2 separate regions of the Mus musculus genome follow, and region 1 is linked to region 2. Evidence: chromatin contacts called from public HiChIP or PLAC-seq data. All regions are on one chromosome and are shown on one strand. The core of a region is the stretch at or near the end of the contact, and the rest is flanking DNA. Distances in the headings are between cores, read along the strand shown. Region 1 overlaps Prim2 (DNA primase, p58 subunit). Region 2 has its middle 69 kb from the start of Gm39616.

Region 1 (3,102 bases), core at 540-3,039, 460 kb before region 2:
CTTACTCCCCCTAGCGTGCAGTCTTCAGGTCCCAGCTCCAGCTCCTTAGCTCCCCCTGTGGGCTTACAAAAGGCTCAGGTTCTACTCCTGGAGAAGGCAGTACTAAGTCTAGGGGTTTGTAAAGGGCTCCTTGTGAAATCAGGTGCAGAGCAGAGATTGAAAACACAAGTCCCTTAGTGAATTTTCATTTGAAAAACCAGGTTTCCCTGCCTATCTGAGGTAAAGAGTATCTGTAAGCCAGTCAAGTGTGCAGAGCCAGGTCACTGTGTCTTTTGGGCATCTTTGATAGGCTCCTTCTCTATTTGGGGGCCAGCGATTCCCTTACGTTTGCAGCATGCCCCTTTCTCAGTCTGATGTATATCAGCTATGAGTTCTTTGCTGACCTCCACCGTTTTATGACTTTGTTAAAAGCTTCTTGCTTCTTTTTATTGCCTTCCTGTGAATAAAGCCACATTTTGATTGAGAAAAGTCTAAGATTAGGGTAACATTTAATCACATACTTCTTAGAAATTACTCATTGAACTTATTTTCTTCAGATTTCATATGCCCAAGAAGCAACTTTTATCTTTTTTCTTTCTTTCTCTTCTCCTCTACCTCTTTGGCTCCCTCTATCTCCTCTTTTTCTTTTTTAAAGACAGTGTTTTGATAGGTAGTATAGGCTGGCCTTGAACTCGAAATTCCCCTGCCCATACTTACTTAGTTCCTCGTACTCATTGTTTAAGAAGTATACTAGGCACAGTTTAATCTTGCCATTGGACTTAATGTGTAGTACTCACTTCTGTTACTTTGCTGTGCTTCATCTGAATATATTTGGGAATAATTATTTTCACAAGTGCTCCTAAATAGTCTTGAAGGCAGAGTAATATGCTCTTGTGGTTTGAATGTACTGTGTCTAAGTTCAGATGCTGTTATCATGGTAGTGTTCAGGAGTAGGGCCTTTCAGAGTTGGTTAGGGCACACGGGCTTTTCCCATGCTGGTGAGGCTAGGTGCCTCATAAGTAACTCCATGTTGTATGCTACTGTTCCCAGGGAGATGGAAACAAATGCCTGCCGATCCCACACAGGCACCCAGCAACAGGTCAGAGGAAGGATACCACGGTGTCCAGCTTGGTGAACCAGTTGTTTATTGGGGTTACTAGGAGGAATATGTGTGGAAGGTCATTTGCAGGAACTGAAATGACCCAGAGACAGCTTCATTACCAAAGTCCACCCCAACACGTATTGAGAGCTGGAGACCCAGGGCACATGCACAGTCTGCAGGCGGCTTGGCAGGGTGGAGGGTGTCCTTTCGAGGCACCTCAGTTGGTCTAGCCTCTTCTAGGCAATCCAGCTGGTCTTTCCTTTTCCCAGATAGCCCGGTTTATCTGAGACTATATCTCAGTAGTCTTACCATTATATATGTTTGGGGAGGGAGGAGAACTAGTGTACCTGTTCGGTTTCAGGGACTTCTGGAAGCCATTGAATTGTTTACTTCCTGAACTTAACAGTGTTCCTTGAAGGACAGGGTGTTTGACCTCCCTGTAAAGTCTTGTGTCTTACAGAGCTTCCCCCTTAAAACATCCTGCATACAGACTATCCTGGACCCAGTTTTACAGGAGAATAAAACGGAGGCTGGTGGGTGGAAAGGCCTGGCATCGTAGTTACCAGAGCTGTGGTTTCCCCCACTTCTGCTCATTGTTGCTGAGCCACACTCGTGTGTGGAACGACAGCTAGTGCCCTTCCTTCCAGAGCTGCTCCTGGCCTGGCCCTTCAGTCTGCCTCAGCATCTGGCACCCAGCGGCTGTGGGGGAGTGGGCAGTGCATGCGGGATGCAGGTGCACTTTGCAGCTGGGGGTAAGAGAGAGGCAAGAGGTCCTGCAGAGGTTAGTAAGTGTTTTCTTCCACAGGGGAGAGTGCAGACCAAGTGGTGATCATATCTATTTCTTCTGTTCTCTTTCTTGTTTTGCTCCCAGATTTGAGAGAGAATTCACATGCCATGTAATTTAAAGTTTACCATTGTGATTCTTGGACTCACAGAGCTGTACAGGTAGCAGCTCTGTCAGATTCGGAACATTTTCAGGACCAAAGGGTAAAATGTCTCAGTCTGGCAAATGCTTGCCTGGAACTTCATCCCCTCCTCCTCCCCCAGAATAGCTGCCAGCAGTTCCTATCTGAAACTGTAGAGGCAGAACTAAGACCAAAAGAAAAAAAAAAAAAAGATCCACTGACCTCCACCTTGATACTCCTATCCCCACTTCCAAGTCCTACAGAACCTGAAGCCCCCAGTGCCACAGCGCAGTTTCCTCCTCTTGAGAGCCTGCAGCCTTCAGCTGTTCTGATGAAAAGAGTGACTCTGCTTCTAGAGGCGCCTGTCTTCTAGCTTTAGTGTGCACACGGCCCCCATCAATCCCGGTCTCATGCTGACCCTCTATGGGAGCAAGCACTGATCAATGTCACCATTGCCTTGGCTTTGTCCCACCCCACATCTGGGCAAGTATCAGTCAGCTGCTTCTGTATAAACTCCCCTCTGGGGACATTTCCACCCACATGGGACCATATAAGTGTGTGGTTTTCTGAGGTTCTCTTCATGTAGCATGCTTTCAAGGTTCATACATGACTGCATTAATATGCCATTTTGTTATAATGCTCAGTGACATTCCCTTGCATTATATACAAGGGTGGTATCTGTGGTATTATGGCTTCAGTCTCTCTCTTCCCAACCCCTTTTCAGCTATTGTAACTGAGTACAATTCTCCTATTAACACCACAGACCAGCCTAGAACAGAGAATTGTATAAAGTTGAGCCCCTATCCACAGGTGGATGGTACTGTTTACTGACTTACTTCCCTTCCTCCCTCATTTTTATGGAGTTTTTTTTTTTTTTTTTTTTTTTTTTGGTTTTCTGAGACAGGTTTTCTCTGTGTAGCCCTGACTGTCCTGGAACTCACTTTGTAGACCAGGCTGGCCTTAAACTCAGAAATCCACCTGCCTCTACCTCCAAGTAGAGTGCTGGGATTAAAGGCGTGCACCACCACTGCCACTGTCCGGCTTTTATTGAATTCTTGATGTATAAAAAAAACCACCATTACACTTTATGATGTAATAGCTCGAAGGACATGACCT
Region 2 (3,215 bases), core at 695-3,194:
AGGAGTCGGGGTTCAGGCTTGTCTCAGAAATGTCACGGACAGTGAAAGGACAGGCACCAGCTGGCTTACAAGGGTTTGGGGTCCCTCGTTGCTGTCTTTTTTTATCTTGTCATCTGGCAGCACAGGAAGCAAGGGCAGCGTTAGCTTCATATTTTGTTGTAGATGAATGGGTTGCTTGGTTCTACCATGTTGTGTGTGGGCATAGAGAAATGGGCTGACTAGCTGGTGACATGGAGCTGTCTCCTAGAACGAACCCTTCCTGAGTGCTGTGTGACTTAAGTCAAGATTGCAAGCCATACCCACGAGGCTGTGAGCCAACTACAGCTCTTGAGGTGACACTCTTCCATGTTCTCCCTTCTCCATCCAACATGAAGAGGTAGGAAGGAGCTGATAATTAATGAGGACATGCCCATCTTTTCCTCACCTTCTCTCCCTGAAAAATCATTTTGATTTTGTTTTTGAAATAAAAGACTCTAAGATTCTAAACGTTAGTAAACAGAAGAAGTTAAATATCATCTTCAGCTGCATAGTGGAACTAGAGGCTAGTCTAGGCTACACGAAACTCTGTAAGCATACAATAAACAAAACTTTGAAAAAAATGTCATGGCTAAAGAGATAGAAGAAAAATTCACTTTTGTCTCAATGAATCAACTTTAAATTCGAAAAATCACAGCTATGTTTAGAAAACCTTTGATCATGCTGAATTTCAGTCTTTTTTATAACTGCTTATTGTTTTCTATTCAGTAGTCATCTTTTCTCCTGACAATGCTGTTTTTAAGGTGGGACCTATGCTAAGTCTCTGGTTGGCAAGATGGGCAGGGGGTGTGGTAGGAGGGACCACATCAAGAGGGACAGAACAAAGGGTCTGGCATCCTTGCAAAATTTCATATAATGATAGAATTGGGCATTTATATCTGTTACTAGAAATCCAAGTTGCATAGATTTTATGTGAGAAATTGTGGTTTAATTAGAAAAAACTACCTCTTTACAACAACAAAAACTGGATATACCCATTCAATTCTTCCTTTTCATGAGTCAAGCAGTTGCACATATTTTGTCAAGTAAACATTCCTAGGGGGACTCAGTGATGCTCTGGAGTATTTCATTCATGTTGCTGTTGCCCAAATATTAGTGATTTATAAAAGCTAATGAGATATAAAGAAAAAATATATATCACTCTACTTTGTGTGTTTTATTGTGCTGTCTATGCTTCATGGCTGGATGTCAGAGTACTTCCAAAGCCATTTTATGATGGGGCTGTAAATTAACAAGGAATAGAGATCTTTGGAGCAGGGAGCCAGCACCTGTGCTTGTGTGGTGGTGCCTCACCCCTCCCCCACCTTCTTTCCTGGGGTAGGCGTCATTCACTTCCTGAACTTGGCTTCCTTCCTTCCTTCCTTCCTTCCTTCCTTCCTTCCTTCCTTCCTTCCTTCCTTCCTTCCTTCCTCCCTCCCTCCCTCCCTCCCTCCCTCCCTCCCTCCCTCCCTCCCTCCCTCCCTCCCTCCCTCTTTCTTTCTTTCTTTCTTTCTTTCTTTCTTTCTTTCTTTCTTTCTTTCTTTCTTTCTTTCTTTCTTTCTTTCTCTTCCTCCTCTTTTACCTCCCTCCCTCCATCCCTTCCTTCTTCCTTTCTCTCTTTGTAAACACCCTTTACTTCTTATGTGTCAAAACAAATTCCTGTGCATATGAACCAAAGATCTGGTTTCATGTGTTCTTAAACTGTACAAGCACAGGCTGCCTTCTCTCTCATGTCCTTTCTTTTCTCCCACTTTCTGATACATGTTTAATTTCGATTGGCATACATCCTCTGACTTACCTCCCACATCACAAACATGGTGGATGCTTCCAAAAACAGCCACAAGTACAGTACGGCCCCAGAATGTCCTCACAATGGACATGTGAAGAGTAACCATGCAATAATGCTAAAAATACTTCATGTGTTCATTAGACCACAGTATTTTTACAGGGTAAGGTTCCAAGTTTAGTTTCAGTTTTACAGAGGAAATGTGGGTTGACAACTGAGCGAGTAAAGTTAAATCATGTGAGGAATGAGGAATCTGGAGTGAGACTTTTTATTTTCATCTGTTCATCCTGACCCAGACACGAGTCAGTTGTTTTGCTGAAAAGTGGACATGCTGTTGTAGATGGGCCTGGTGCTGTTTGTATTTTGATGCTAATTCCGCTCCCCTGGGAGGGCCTTCAAACAAGGAGTAAGTCAGATGGCCCAGATGACTTACTGTGAACCAATCCCCTAATGAATAAAGGAGCCAAACACTGGCTGAGTAGCGGGACTTCCAGGTTGGACAGAGGAAGAGAGGAAGATGGAAAGAGTTAGGTACTTTTGGACAGGGATAGCGTGAGGACAAGATGTAGCTACAAGTGTCTCCTGGTTTCAATGGCAGATCCATCAGGATTTGCCACTGGAGGATTTAGATTTAGTAAGGCTTACAAGATTAGTATTTTAGTTACTGTGCCCAGCAATTGAATTACCGTCACTTATGATCTGAGTTTGTGTTTTCCTTCATGTGGTGGCTCGTCTGGGTTCAAGAGAGAAAGGTACGGCGACAAAGTGTGGGTTTTCCTGAGGCTCACCACAAAGGCCGTGGGGGGATTTGAAGCATGGAGTTGGCATGGTATTAACCTGCCAGAGGGAACCTAGTGAGCTGGGTACAGAGATTTTGGAGTTCTGAGTCAGAGTCTCCAGGAGATAAAAACAGGTCGGCAGTTTCCCACCAGTGTATGGCCAGCCAGGCAGCCTGGGGCAGAGAGATGCAGGCACAAGTGCGGGGGGGGGGGGGGTGGGGGGGGCGGCATGCTGGTTCATTTTTTAAATATTTCCTGCAAAACATCCCTTCTGTTGTTTCTTGGAACAGACTCTAGCTAGAAGAGCCCTTGTAAGCTACCTCACAGTACACCATGCGTTGGAACTTGTATTCAAATTTGGGATCTTGGACTATTGAAAATTCAAGGTCCCGGTTCACATTAATCGGGCGGAACGAAACATTTGTTTTTCATCCCAAGCAAATGTTTGGGAAATGTATCATCTTCTGTAAGGCAGACTTGTAGAAACTTGTAGTCAGTTTATAACTCAGTTATAACCACTTGAAAAAAAGGACGGTGTCTGGATTTGACATGCTTGTTCTAACATCTACTGTGAAGCTCAATTCTAGACTCACAACAGGACCATAGATTTCCTAAGCAGACACTGACTTGTCTGA

Evidence for each region. HiChIP or PLAC-seq counts read pairs in DNA pulled down with a chosen protein or histone mark.
Region 1: an H3K27ac HiChIP or PLAC-seq map of large pre-B cells shows a contact between it and region 2, with 3 times the contacts expected there. The contact joins two enhancer-like sites. A contact is called at or near these places in 1 of 115 datasets of contacts at active chromatin or transcription factors (large pre-B cells) and 1 of 9 other capture datasets (embryonic stem cells).

The regions. Positions count from the first base shown.
Region 1 is chr1:33,562,883-33,565,984 of GRCm38.p6, reverse strand. The region is part of intron 7 of Prim2 (DNA primase, p58 subunit); the gene reads left to right. Among named protein-coding and RNA genes, the nearest start is that of Prim2, 110 kb to the left of the region's middle. Within about 2 kb of position 1,789, at least 35 of the 459 cell types and tissues checked have an H3K27ac peak or open chromatin away from gene starts, as enhancers often do.
Region 2 is chr1:33,105,475-33,108,689 of GRCm38.p6, reverse strand. No RefSeq gene overlaps it. Among named protein-coding and RNA genes, the nearest start is that of Gm39616, 69 kb to the left of the region's middle. Within about 2 kb of position 1,944, at least 7 of the 459 cell types and tissues checked have an H3K27ac peak or open chromatin away from gene starts, as enhancers often do.